2 separate regions of the Triticum aestivum genome follow, and region 2 is linked to region 1. A link is a contact called in public Hi-C data. All regions are on one chromosome and are shown on one strand. Each heading gives the region's core, a stretch centred on a gene start, on an enhancer-like site or on the middle of the called end of the contact. The rest is flanking DNA. Distances are from core to core; before and after follow the strand shown. Region 1 has its middle 84 kb from the start of LOC123182644. Region 2 holds the start of LOC123182644 (probable alpha,alpha-trehalose-phosphate synthase [UDP-forming] 7).

Region 1 (7,087 bases), core at 2,883-5,382:
GGTGAGAAGCCCGTGATATGAATCCTTCAATACCATTTTTCGCCATATTTTCCGCCGCAAGTTCCTATTCCTGTTTTAAAAAATCGTGAAAAGCCCCTCCAAAATTCCCTTAATTATGTGCAGGTCCAAAAGTCCCTTAATTATGTGCTGGTCCAAGGGCTCCGCAGATGACCGCTAGATCAAGATCCAATGGTGGAGCTCGCACAGTAGCACCTGAGCTTAGGTGCTCCCGGAGCATCGAATATTCTCCCGTCCTCCTTCCCTTTTCTTACTTTACTCCTTTGTGCCGTCGGAGAGAAGAGAACATTTTTCATGTGTGTTTTTTTACAAGAATCAACATCTTAGTTGATTTATGATGCGGCTTGAAGCTACGTCGGTATTTCCCCAAAGAGGAAGGGATTATGCAGCACAGCAGCGGTAGGTATTTCCCTCAGTGATGAAACCAAGGTTATCGAACCAGTAGGAGAACCAAGCAACACAACATAAACAACACCTGCACACAAATAACAACTACTCGCAACCTGGCGTGTAAAAGGGGTTGTCAATCCCTTTCGGGTAGCGGCGCCCAAAGATAGGCAAACAGACGTGAGGAAATTGTAGTAGATTGATAGATCAAACGCCAAATAAAATAAATAAGAATAAATTACAGCAAAGTATTTTTGTATTTTTGGTTTAGTAGATATGAAAATAAAAGCAAAGGAAAATAGATCGCAAAGGCAAATAATATGAGAAAGAGACCTGGGGGCCGTAGGTTTCATTAGCGGCTTCTCTCGAGGAAAATAGCAAACGGTGGGTAAACAAATTACTGTTGGGCAATTGATAGAACTTCAAATAATCATGACGATATGCAAGCAATGATCATTATATAGGCATCACGTCCAAGATTAGTAGACCGACTCCTGCCTGCATCTACTACTATTACTCCACACATCGACCGCTATCCAGCATGCATCTAGTGTATTAAGTTCATCAAGAAACGGAGTAATGCAATAAGAACGATGACATGATGTAGACAAGATTTATTTATGTAGAAATAGACCCCATCGTTTTATCCTTAGTAGCAACGATACATACGTGTAGGTTCCCTTTCTGTCACTGGGATCAAGCATCGTAAGATCGCCCACTACAAAGCACCACTTCCCATTGTAAGATAAATAGATCAAGTTGGCCAAACAAAACTCAAATATCAGAGAAGAAATACGAGGCTATAAGCAATCATGCATATAAGAGATCAAGGAAACTCAAATAACTTTCGTGAATATAAAAAGATAGATCTGATTATAAACTCAAAGTTCATCAGATCCTAACAAACACGCCGCAAAAAGAGTTACATCATATGGATCTCCAAGAGACCATTGTATTGAGAATCAAACGAGAGAGAGGAAGCCATCTAGCTACTAACTACGGACCCGTAGGTCTACAAAGAACTACTCGCATCATCGGAGAGGCACCAATGGAAGTGGTGAACCCCTCCATGATGATATATAGATTGGATCTGGTGGTTCTGGACTCTGCGGCAGCTGGAATTGATTTTCGTCGACTCCCCTAGCGTTTCTGGAATATTGGTGGTATTTATAGAGTAAAGAGGCGGTCTGGGGGCACCCGAGGTGGGCACAACCCACCAGGGCGCGCTTGGGCCTCCTGGCGCGCCCTGGTGGGTTGTGCTCCCCTCGGAGCACCCCCGAGGAGCTGCCTTGGCCCATTGGGTGTCTTCTGGTCCATAAAAAATCTCCGTGAAGTTTCGTTGCATTTGGACTCTGTTTGGTATTGATTTCTTGCGATGTAAAAAACATGCAGAAAACAGCAACTGGCACTTGGCACTATGTCAAAAGGTTAGTACCAAAAATGATAAAAAATGACTATAAAATGATTATAAAACATCCAAGATTGATAATATAACAGCATGGAACAATAAAAAATTATAGATACATTGGAGATGTATCAATTTATATTTAACACTGTCAAACTTTTAAATCTTTAGATAATACTTTGTCCGTTCCATAATGTAGTGCCTATAGATTTTTGAATAATCAAAATTTCCAAACTTTAACCAATTTGTAAAGAAAATTATTTATATCAACAATACAAAAAATGTATAGTATGAAAATACTTCTCATGATGTATCTAATGAATGTTTTTCTTTAGAAACCTGGTCGAAGTTTGTAAAATTTGACCTTTATAAAAATCTATAGGCACTACATTATGCAACAGAGGGACATCATCTAAACCAATTTTTTTAGAAAAAGGAGGATTACCCCCGGCCTTCTGCATCTGAGCGATGCATGCAACCATTTTATTGATTATTCACAAAGACCTTATAAAGTAGTACATCAGGTAGTCTGAAGCCACCATCTTAGCAACATTTGTTGCTACTCTTATCCACATGATGAAGGGGTGTTGATAGTCTGAGCCTAATACCAAACAGACATCGCACAAATGCCTAACATCTAAAGCAGAGGCCCCAACCAAGCCACATACTGGGTTTGGGGCACAAATCGGTCTAACGCACTCTCATGTGTCGTCGCCGCCATCTTCCACCAATCCATCTTCAGAGCAAACTAACGCACCGACCTTGCCAGGCTTCTCTGCTATCGACGCCACCGCCAGACATCATCCTCCTCCTGCGCAAGTCCATCTCCGCGCATCTGACGCCAAGTCTCCACGGCGCCACGCCGCCTATATCCGCCGCCATCAGTGTGTAAGATGAAGCGCCGCTCCACCAAAGAAGCCGCCCTCCGGTCCCTCGAGCCCGTGTGCACCTCCAAGAATGACGCCCCCAAGGGGGAAACAACACCAGAGAGCCACCGTCATCCGATCTACTGATCTAGGGTTTTCCCAAGAGGTAGCAGAGAGGGCCTTGAACTTCTCCACGATGATGCCTTCAGGAAGGGAACGAGGCAGACAACGCCACCACCGCCGGCCTTGGTAATAGCCGAAAGCGGGTTTTCACCTAGATTTGCTCGAAGAACCTCAACTCTCGTGCACAGGCCGCCGCCATCCCTGCCGGGATCAGGATGATCCAGGCCGCCGCTGCCAGGTCACAGCAAAGGAGAAGTCCACACTGAGACCTGCCGGCCGACCAGGGGAGGCCGAGTCCGCGCCCGTAGGACCAGATCCGCACCCGATCCGTGCCCGCACCGCCGCCCCGGAGCCAACCCCACGTGCAGCCGTCACGGCCTGGCCACCCGCCTGTGCCGCTGTCTGGCCGCCGCACCCACCCCACACCAGTGCCACACCTCCGCCGCGCCGCCGCATCTCGCGCTGCAGCCATACGCTAGGAGGAGGAGAAGGGCCCCGCCGACGCCGACGCGCACCAGGCTTCGCCCGGCGGCGAGGGGAGGGGAGGGTGTAGGAGGCGGCCGAGGGGTGGCGGCTAGCGTTCCCCCGACGCCGCCCGCAAGAGCGACGCGAGGGATGGTCATCTAAACCATTTGTATCCTAGATTTTCAAAATACCATAACTTGATTTGATTTTATACTCATATAACAACGGAAACTAGCTGTCAGGTCACGTCTTGCACACCTTATCTCTACTCTTATAAAAAACAGAGTGGTGATGATGGTGTGCCTGTCATCCTGCAATATAGACCGCCCGATTTATATTTGACCGATAGGAAGGAAACTATGACAATTTTATAAAAAGATACCCACACCCCTCTTCACATTTGCAAATAAGGCTTTCCCTCGTTCATCCTTTTCTCTCACAAAATAAACTACTCATACAAATGCATCTTGATGCTAGTCAATGTCTAAAGCATGAATTATGTGAGAACAATGGAGTTTTTTTCTCCTTTTTTTTAGATGACAAAGTAGTAATATTGGAGAGAAAGAACAAAAAAGCATGAGCTCTCTTCCATCTTTCCCATGCTGTAGACGCTGGAGCAGGCTCTACGGTTTGCTCCCACTGGATGCATGTATCCTTCGGCCATTTTGAGCGGATCTGTTATCTTTAGGCGCCGTCTCGATCGGCAAAAAAGGCAAGCGGATGGGCCGGGGCTAGTGAAAGCGAGCGCATTGGCTTTTCGTTTGACACTCTTGGCACGGCAGGCAAGAGAGTTGACAGTTACGCTCGATCCATGTGCGATTGTGCGATGTGGATAGGGATCCGTTTCCATTTTGAACGCCGGTGGCGATTTTTTGGAGGGACCCTCCTTTTGCGCCCGTCTCGGCTTTTGATTTGATTTTCCTTTCCTTTTGGATAGTGCTCCAGATCGCTCGTTCCCCGTCTCTTTCAGGGCTGAGCAGTGGGCGCGCCGCGTCATTTGAAGTTCAGGTTGCTGGACTGTATTGAAACAGGAGACTGAACCAATAGCCACAGCAACAGTCCACACATGGCTCAAACTGGCATAACAAATCGTGGATAGCACCAAAACGCAAAATGCTAGGCTCTTCTTTGAAGCAAACCCTCGATGAACTCTGTAGAAAATGTAGACCGGCCCGCCCAGATTATGGCAGTGTGTCATTTGGACCTGCAGCCACGAGATCTGTTCACTTGTTCAGAACTCTTGATATCTGATACCAGAAATTTGGTTATGCAACAATGTAGAATTCAGAATATCGCACGTTCTTCACAAATTTAATTGTGGCTAAATGGATAAGAATGAGAGGCAGACCATTTGAACTCAGCAGGCAACGATCAGCCATCAAATAAAGGCGCGTTAACTGGTACAGTACACTGTAGTTTTCCCGCACAGCAACGAAAATAAACTACTCGCCTACGTTCGCTTTCTTTAATTAGCGAAGCTGGGGCTGGGGCCAAGTTTTTTCTTAACAAAAAGGTAAATAAGGGAAAAGTACAGTGTCGTGTTCTTCCTGTGGAAAGTGTCCATGGCAGAGCATGCTCGGTCTCAGGCCGAGACCAACAAACAGTAAGCATTCCTGCACGGCAGGGCACAAGCATAATACAGCAACACTGATGTGAATTACCTGTACAACTGAGCAGGCACCTCAGTTCGAGTCTGAACTTCTTTTACATGACACAGGCATGTGTTTCTACTGTTCCTACACGAGTAGTAGCAAAAGTTTGTTCCTGGTAGGAGTGGAAGAATGGCAATGGGCAAAAACGGCGGGCCTTTTGTTCAAACGAACGAACGATGGGAGAAGAGAAGCAAGCAGGCAGGACGACGAGGCAGAGAAAGCAAAAGCAGCACGTAGCAAGCCAAGCCAACGTTGCTTTGTTTTCAGTTTCAGCCATCAGTCCACGCTTTCTCCTCTGCTTTGTCTCCCCCCTTTGCTCCCTCTGCTCTTCCGCGAATAGTATTGACGAATCATGAGTGTTCGTGAGCGTATCGCGCATGGGGCCTATGAATTCTGAACTCCTCATGCCCGCCTGCCTGCCGCCAGGGGCTTTCGAAAACCCATGCTGCATGCACGCAGATGGACATAATTAGCGCCCGGCAGAGTTCAGATGATCATGCCTGTCTCCTGCCCGTGCCGGCGCTGTCTCGCTTTCCATTCCCCGACATTGCCTTCTCTCTAGGATAGGAGCTACTACTGCACAGTAGAGCAGCTCAAGTAGTGCATAAAGCTTGTGCTCAAGTCCCAGTAGCGGCAACAAGAACTTGCACGCTTTAAGGTCGCCCCTCCAAGCTCACACACGAGAAGCTCGAGTCGGAGTTGTAGATAGCAAGAAGCCAAGAAGCCAGTCATGGGATGGGGAAGCAGGAAACAGCAGCACGGGACGCCGTCACGCGCGTCGGAGCAAGGAGAGTCCGGCGAGCACAAGGGCAGTGGCAAGAGCAAGGCCTTCCCCTTCTCTTTCTCCCCGCTCTCGTGGCTCTCCAAGCTCGCCGCGAAGCCCAAGCGCACGCCTGCGTCCACGCACGAGGGCCGCGGAGCCGGTGCGAGTGCCGCTGCCGCCGCCCCGCCGTTCAAGTCGGCCCTTCCCGAGCGCGTCAGCCCGGCTAAGGTGGTGATTGCGCCGGCGGGCCGGCTCAGCTCGCCCTCGCCGCGTCGCTCTCCCGCTGTTCTGCGGCGGCTCTTTGTTGGCAACGACAACGCGGAGGCCGTGGCCGCGCGCGGGCGCCATCGCCCTGCCGCAGCCGTCGCCGCCGCCGAAGAAGTCGTACCAAGGCGGCTCTCTGTTGGCAACGACAGCGCCGACGCCGTCGCCCCGCGCCGGCACTGCAGACCTCGGCGCCACTGCTCCGTCGGCGGCGACCGTGACCTCCAGGCGCCGCTCGGCAAACACATCCCCTTCTCCCTCGCTGGCTCCCCAGCGCAGCCACGGCCTCCTCCACAGGCGGCAGCAGCCGCGGCACCGTCGGACACGGACGGCGGGGGCGCTCGGCTGAGGCGTCGGCACCGTGGCCGCCGGCACTGGCGCAGCGTCAGCGGCGGCCGGAGATCGTCGTTCTCCGGAAAGGTGACGCTGCGGGTGAAGGTGCGGTCGCCGCGGCGGTCGGCGCCGGAGCTGGAGAGCCTCGCCGTGGTGCGGCGGACGCGGGACCCGCAGCGGGCGTTCAGGGAGTCGATGTCCGAGATGATCGCGAGCAGCGGGGGGACCGACGCCCGGCCGGAGGAGCTGGAGCGGCTGCTGGCGTGCTACCTCGCCCTCAACGCCGACGAGCACCACGACTGCATCGTCAAGGTCTTCCGCCAGGTCTGGTTCGACCACGTCAACCTGCCGCCGCCTCGACGGGGCAGGGGCCGGGAGGAACACCCCGGACGGCACGCGAGGCCGTAAATTCTCGAACGCAAGCAGTTGCTGTATGCATGTACATTACGTACGTTTTTATGCCGGATTTACCTTAGAATTTTCGTAAATCTCTGTCACTCAAAAATTCTAAAAAAAGGGTTTGCCAGCCTGAAACGCAGAGACAATTTACCGAGCCACGATGAAAATATTGTATCAGTTGATGGAAACAAATTCTTACATCCGCCGGAAGCAATTCCCTCTTCTTTTTTTTCTTTCCGAAAAGGATCAAATCTATTGTAAGAATGCATTGAAAGTACAAAGGATATCGATCATAATAAAAATTACATCGAGAACGATCACTACTGCCGCCAGAGCGAGCCGTCGACGTGCCGCTGTCGCCGCTCCCCTGTCGGAGCCGGCTTTACCTTGTCGATAACGGCTAGGAAGTCTT
Region 2 (6,916 bases), core at 996-3,495, 84 kb before region 1:
CTTCACTGTTAATCTGAAGCAAAATGTACAACAGTGGTAATAAAAAATTGTACCTTAAGAAATAACCATGCTCTGCCGCGATGCCTAGAATTGGACATGAGGAGAACATTGATCCCAAGCTATTCTTGCTTCTTCCACTGACAATAAAGACGATGTTGTTCTTATCCGAGCATAGGGTATTAATGATGGTTACTAATTCTTCACTCGGTTTCTGGTAGAGAGAAGCCTGTGGCACCAATGTACCATCATAGTCAAGAAATATAGCTCTACTCTTTGATCTCCCATAAGACATTATAATTGAATCAAAACTAAGCTTTGAGAAATTTGGGTCTAGTGCCACCACCCTGAATCCAAATCCCAATCCAATGCCCCAACATGGCTTCCTGAAATGATCCTTGCAAGCCCTCTCCAGGTCCTGGATAAAGCTCCTTGACCAATATGCAACGTCATGTGTGCTTACATAGCGGTAATGTTTTTCGTGCCTCAGCTCCTTGTCACGCTCTGACATTGATATGGCCTCATTTAGTGACTCCGCCGTTGATTCAACATTCCATGGGTTAATACGAATGGCACCACTCAGTGAAGGTGAGCACCCAATAAATTCCGAGACAACTAGCATGCTCTTGCGTGGCCCACTCACCTCAGGTGCAGACTCAGAGCTAGGAATGCCCTGTCGACAGACAATGTACTCATATGGGGTCAAATTCATCCCATCCCTCACAGCCGTCACCACGACACACTCAGCGACCGTATAATATGCAAGCTTCTCCACACTTGGGACATTCCGGTCAATGAGAACAATTGGGCTGTACCCGGACTGGCCAAACTCCCTGTTAATCCTCTCACAACTATCCTGAATCTCAGCCCGAATGGACTCGATATCCTTTCCCTTCCCACGTGCTGGGTTAGCAATCTGTACTAACACAGCCCTACCCCGCCACTTAGGATGTGTCTTCAACATATACTCAAATGCAAGAAGCTTCAGATTGATGCCTTTAAAGATATCCGTGTCATCCACACCAAGCAACACAGTCATGCCCTCAAATTGCTGCCGCAGCTCAGCAACCTTCTGCTGCATTTCAGGTAATCGCAGCACTGACTGCAATTGACCCATATGGATTCCCACTGGCATGATCTTGATCCCAACAGTGCGGCCATAGTAATCCAGACCAATATATCCACGCTTTGACTGGTACTCTATCCCGAGCATCCTACTACAGCAAGACAGAAAGTGCCTGGCATAATCGAATGTGTGGAATCCAATGAGATCACAGTTGAGCATAGTCCTGAGGATCTCCTCTCTGACAGGGAGGGATCGGTATATCTCTGATGAGGGGAATGGGCTGTGGAGGAAGAATCCGATGCGGAGGCGATTGAAGCGGCGGCGGAGGAAGGTGGGCAGCGCCATGAGGTGGTAATCATGGACCCAAACATAGTCGTCCTCCGGGTTGATGACCTCAACAATCTTCTCGAAGAAGTGCTTGTTGGCGAGGACGTAGGCCTCCCATGAGGCGCGCTCGAACCGACCACCGGCAGATGCACCGCTCTCATTGGGAGATTGGGCGGCGGCGAAGGGGAGCATGTAATGGAAGAGCGGCCAGAGGTAGCCCTTGCAGAAGTTCTGGTAAAATCGATCGTAGAGGTCGGCGGGGAGGAAGACGGGGGCGCAGCGGAAGCCGTCGATGAGGGTCTGCGAGACCTCGTCCTGCTCGGCGGCGGGCACGTCGGCGCGGAGGGTGCCGATGAAGAGCACCTCCATCTCGTCGGGGACGCCGTCGCGGAGGCGGAGGAGGAGCGAGTCGTCGTCCCAGGAGAAGACCCAGCCGCGGCCGTCGGGGCGGCGGCGCGCGACGACGGGGAGCTGGTTGGCGACGACGATGAGGCGCTCGCAGATGGCGGAGGAGGGCACATCGGAGGCGACGCTGCTGGTGGCGGCCCGCTCGTCGTCCTCGTCGTCCAGCTCCGACAGCGTGCCGGGCACCGTCATGACCCGCGGCATCCGCCTCGGCGCGAACGACCCCGACCGGCGCCTCCCGCCGCCGGCCGGGCCGAGCGCCGCGAAGTTCCCCGCCGCGAGGTCGAGCAGGTTGGTGTAGGACCTCGACATCATGGCTGAATCCCCCGGACCGATCCCCGCCGGATCCGCGGAATGGCGAGTGTTTTATCCAAACCCTAGGTCCGCCCGCGCCTTTGACCCGATCCGGCGTTTTGGAGTTCGGGGGAATGGGGGAGGCGAAGTGGGGCGACGAAGAAGACGAGCACACAGTATATCCCCCCCTTGCTGCACCCGGCGCACGGCACCTGCCTCCTGGTCCACCCCTCACCGACCGATGGGCCCTTCCTTTCCTGCCACCCGCCGGTGCAGTGGACCCTGCCCACAGGGGCAGACCACGCGGCGGAGAAAAGAGGATAAGGTGGTGCGTGCCCCACCGGCTCCAGCTGGCGTCACGCTGCCACCTGACGACCCTGGGGCCCACCCGAACGGACGCACGCGATGGCTCCGCGCACGCGGTTGACGGACGAGATCAGCCGGGGGCAACAGTTTGTGGATAAAGAATTCCCCAGGCCCTTTGGTCCGGCGCTTTCATGAGACGTCCCGGTCCCCCTTCCCGTTCCCGCAAGCGAGCGACAGCGATAGCCCAAACGCGGTGGCCCGGGACACGCGTCCGGCAGCCGCACCGCCGCGTCGACGTGATGGCGACGCTGCAGATGTGTCCGTGACTAGGCGCAACTCTGTCCACGAATTTGATCCGCGGTGAGGTGGCCAGCATCGCCGCTCCCGGTGACATGGCGCCACATGGGCCACCCGTGGCACGCGCGGCATGTCGGCGAGGCCGTGACTGTGACCGTCCGTGGCCACGTCGCCCTCGGATGCTCCTTCCAGGTAGGCAGACGGTCATCCATCGAGACGGACGCCACGAGGAGCATCGCGCGAAGGATATGCCTATTTAATTCGCGCGACAGACAACCAGCTAACAAACAGCTAGCGAACAGACGAGCAGTGTCTTCTAGCTCTGTCTTTCGAGGAAAAAAGGACAAGCAATCTTAGTGGCTAATTAAGCGTGAGGCAGGCGCACTGGCCACCCAACTCGTGATGATAGTCTGACCAGCATAGCATATCCCTTGATTTTTATTCGGATAACGTGCCCTTTGCCGTTGCCTCTAGGTAGGTTCAACTTCAATCCAGTGGTGCAATTTGGTTTAGGAATATCTGATGATATAGTATAGCCAGTTGGCCATGTAGCTTAAGGCAAGTTGTTGTACGTACTGGTCAAGCTTTTGACGATGGAATCTCCAGGTGAGGATCAGTGGGGCTGGGGCCGCATATTGTTGGCCTTCATGGGTTGTATAATTGTTTGTACAAAGTTGAGTCATTTATTTTAGGACAAAGTAAGTACTCCCTTCATTCTGATTTATTCGTCGTGGTTTTAGTTCAAATTTAAACTAAAACCTCGACGAGTAAATCGGAACGGAGGGAGTATTATCGTAGTGATGCACTAGTGCCCCTTCGTCGCTTTGTCTCAAGTCAAACTTTGTAACATTTGACCAAGTTTATATGTGTAAAAGTTAATAACATGCACAATACCAAATCAACCATTAGAATCATCATTCGATATATTTTCATACCATATACTCCATCCGTTCCTAAATATAAGTCTTTTTAAAGATTCCACTACAAAAATACATATGGATGTATATAGACATATTTTAAAATGTAGATTCACTCATTTTGCTTCGTATATAGTCCATAGTGGAATCTCTAAAAGGACGTATATTTAGGAACAGAGGGAGTATGTTTGTTATTGTGAAAGCTAAAATTGTTTCCGATAAACTTGGTCGAAATTTATGAAGTTTGACTTAGCTCAAAGCAAATATGCGGAGTAAATAAAAATGAAGAGAGTATGTTGATAACTTTTTGAAACTCTGCATTATTACATGACCAGCTTGACCAACGGTCTGCTCAAACTCTTCATGGTTGTGTGATGTCCTTTTACAAAAAAATAAGAGTATTCTGGACGAGCTCTGTTGTGAAGATATAACAAGTTGTGATGATGACACTCTAGCATGTGTGTAGAGCCACCACTCCTTTGACTACTACTCAATCTCTTCCCTCCAATTGCCAATGTCTTCTTCCCTGCAATTTTTTTTGCCAATGTCTTCTTCCCCGCAATTTTTTTTGTCAATGTCTTCATCGGTCATGAGTATCTGCACGCCTGCTCAAGGCAGTAGCGGTATTTTTGAATGTTACTTGTGTTGCACACTTAGTTGACGTTCATGATGGTCTTTAATGGTGGGATTTAAGATCTAGTAGCGCCGTTACAGTTAGCGACACATGGATTTGGCGAAAACCTAAGCTGCTCGGTGAAAACCCTCAAGATGTCATTAGCTAGGCCGGTAAGGCAATGGCGGCGCACGTGCATTGCCCCTTGTCCCTGGTAGTGAAAAATCTCTTGATCAAGATGTTTTTATCCTTTTTCTTTACTCCCTTATGTCTTTGAAGAGAGGAGAAACAAGATAATTTCTCGAAAAGTAGGTGTAACCCCCTCTCCCATGCATCAAGTGACGCACGGTCATGCACACGGTCATTTATTAATTTCCTTGAGTTCATGCATCTGTTTTAGAAATTTGGTGGTATGTCTTCTCTATTAATTGGCTCAAAAAGCGATGGGAAACTCAAAGGTTTGACGAACCAAATGGAGATAACGACTGTTGCTAGCGTGTTTTGCTTGGTGTTGCAAGTTCTTCTGTCTCAACACCTTCCACAACTCAGACCACCTTTGGAGAATGGTTGACGAGCGTGACAATCTTTAATGAGGGAATTCAAGATCTAGTTAGGGTGGACTGTCAACAACACTAGTGCGTATGGTGAACACCATAGCTGCATGGTGAAAACCCTCAAGATGACCTTAACTTGACCGGTGTGGCAATGGTTGCGCACTAACATTGCCCCTTGCGCCAGTAGTGAAAAAACTCTTGACAATGATGGTTTTCTTCCTCCCTTCACTACTCCTTGTGTCATCGGAGAGAGCAGAAACAAGATAATTTCTCGAAAAGCAGGTGTAACCCCCTCTCTCATGCATCAAGGGATGCACGAGGCCATTTATTAATTCCTTTTGTGTATCTTTTTAAGATATATGGCAATATGTCTTCTCTATTAATTGTTTCAAAAGGCAAGAGTGGCCTCAACAGTTTGACTAAACAAGTCGAGATAACACTGGTTGCAATGCGTGTCTTATTCGGTGTTGCGCACATTTATGTATTCTCCCCTTACACAACCCGGACCACCTTTGTAAGGATGGTTGGCGAGCATGATGATCTTTTATTAGAGAATGGACGACCAGCCAGACTCGTGCCTATGATGAACACCTGAGTTGCATCGTGAAAACCCTCAATATGAGGTTGGCTTGACTGGTAAGGCAATGGCGGTGCTAGTGAAAATATTCTTGACTGTGATGGTTTTTTCTCCCACTACTTTACTCCTTTGTGTCTTTAGGGAGAGAATAAACAGGATAATTCCTGAAAAATAGGTGTAACCCCCTCCCTTACATCAAGTGATGCACACAACCATTTATTAGTTTTCTTGAGTCTGTGCATATGTTTTATAAAATTGGCGGTATGTCTTCTCTATTAATAGACTCAAAAAGCGACAAGGAACTCAACGGTTGGTCTAATAAAGTGGAGATAACGGGTGCTGCTAGCGTGTTTTACTTGATGTTGCACGCTTTCCTATCTAGTGACCCGAACCACCTTTGCGAGGATGGTTGATGAGCGTGAAGATCTTTAATGAGGGAATTCAAGATCCACTTAGGGTGGACGTTCAGCAACACTCATTTATATGGTGAGCACCTGAGTTGCATGATGAACATCTTGAAGATGATGTTAGCTTGACTAGTAAGGTAATGGCGGCGCACGAGCATTTCCCCTTGTTCCCAGTAGTAAAAAATCTCTGATCGTGATGGTTTTTGCCTTCCCTTTACTTCACTCATTTGTGTATTGAGGAGAAACAAGATAATTTCTCAAAAAGTGGCTGTGTGGCCCCTCTCCCCTGCATAAAGTGATGCACACGCCCATTTATTAATTTCCTTGAGTACGTTCATATGTTGTAGAAAAAATGGTGGCATGTCTTCTCTACTAGTTGGATGAAAAAGCGAGATGGAAGTCAACAATTTGACTAAACAAGTGGAGATAACGAATGTCGCTAGCGTGTTTTATCAGTGTTGCACGCTCTTCCCTCTTCCCCCCTTCCACAACCTCGTCACCTCCGCAAGGATGGCTAACGAATGTGCTATCTTTGAAGAGGGAATTCAAGATCTAGTTGGGGTGGATGACTAGCAACACTTATTCATACAATAAGCACCTAAGCTGCAAGGCGAAAACCCTCATGATGATGTTAGCTTGACCGGTAAGGCAATGGCGGCACACGAATTGCCCCTTGTTATAGTGGTGAAAGAAATCTTGATCATAATGATTTGTCCCTCCCTTTATTGTACTTTACTTATTTATGTCTACAGGGAGAGGAGAAAAAAGATAATTTCTCGAAAAACAGGTGTAACCCTCTCCCCACATTAAGTGATGCACGCGACCATTTTTTATTTTTTTTTGAGTTTTTGTATCTGTTTTAGATAAATGGTGGTATGTCTTCTCTATTAACTGTCTCAAAAGGAGAGGGTGGACTTGAAGTTTTACTAAGCAAGAAGGCAAATGAATATCGCTAGCGCATTATACTCGGTGTTGCATTTTATGTCTTCTCCCCTTCCACACCACGGACACCTTTGCAAGGATGGCTCACAAGCGTGATGATATCTAGTGAAGGAATTCAAGATCTAGTTGTGGTGGACTGTCAGCTACACTCGTGTTATGGTAAACACGCGAGCTGAATGGTGAAAACCCTGATGATGTTAGCTTGACTGGTAAG

Evidence for each region. A called contact is a pair of places that touch in the nucleus more often than the background predicts.
Region 2: a contact with region 1 is called in a Hi-C map of leaf, with 4 times the contacts expected there. The contact joins the promoter of LOC123182644 here to the enhancer-like site in region 1. A contact is called at or near these places in 4 of 5 Hi-C or Micro-C datasets (leaf and an unstated tissue) and 1 of 1 datasets of contacts at active chromatin or transcription factors (leaf).

Annotation. Positions count from the first base shown.
Region 1 is chr1D:432,717,271-432,724,357 of IWGSC CS RefSeq v2.1, reverse strand. No RefSeq gene overlaps it. Among protein-coding and RNA genes, the nearest start is that of LOC123182644, 84 kb to the left of the region's middle. Within about 2 kb of position 4,132, at least 1 of the 8 cell types and tissues checked has an H3K27ac peak or open chromatin away from gene starts, as enhancers often do. A contact at or near this core is called in leaf, where this site is marked.
Region 2 is chr1D:432,799,819-432,806,734 of IWGSC CS RefSeq v2.1, reverse strand. LOC123182644 (probable alpha,alpha-trehalose-phosphate synthase [UDP-forming] 7) reads right to left here and starts at 2,245. Exons shown (of 3, transcript XM_044595287.1): 1 at 54-2,245. The coding sequence starts at 2,110.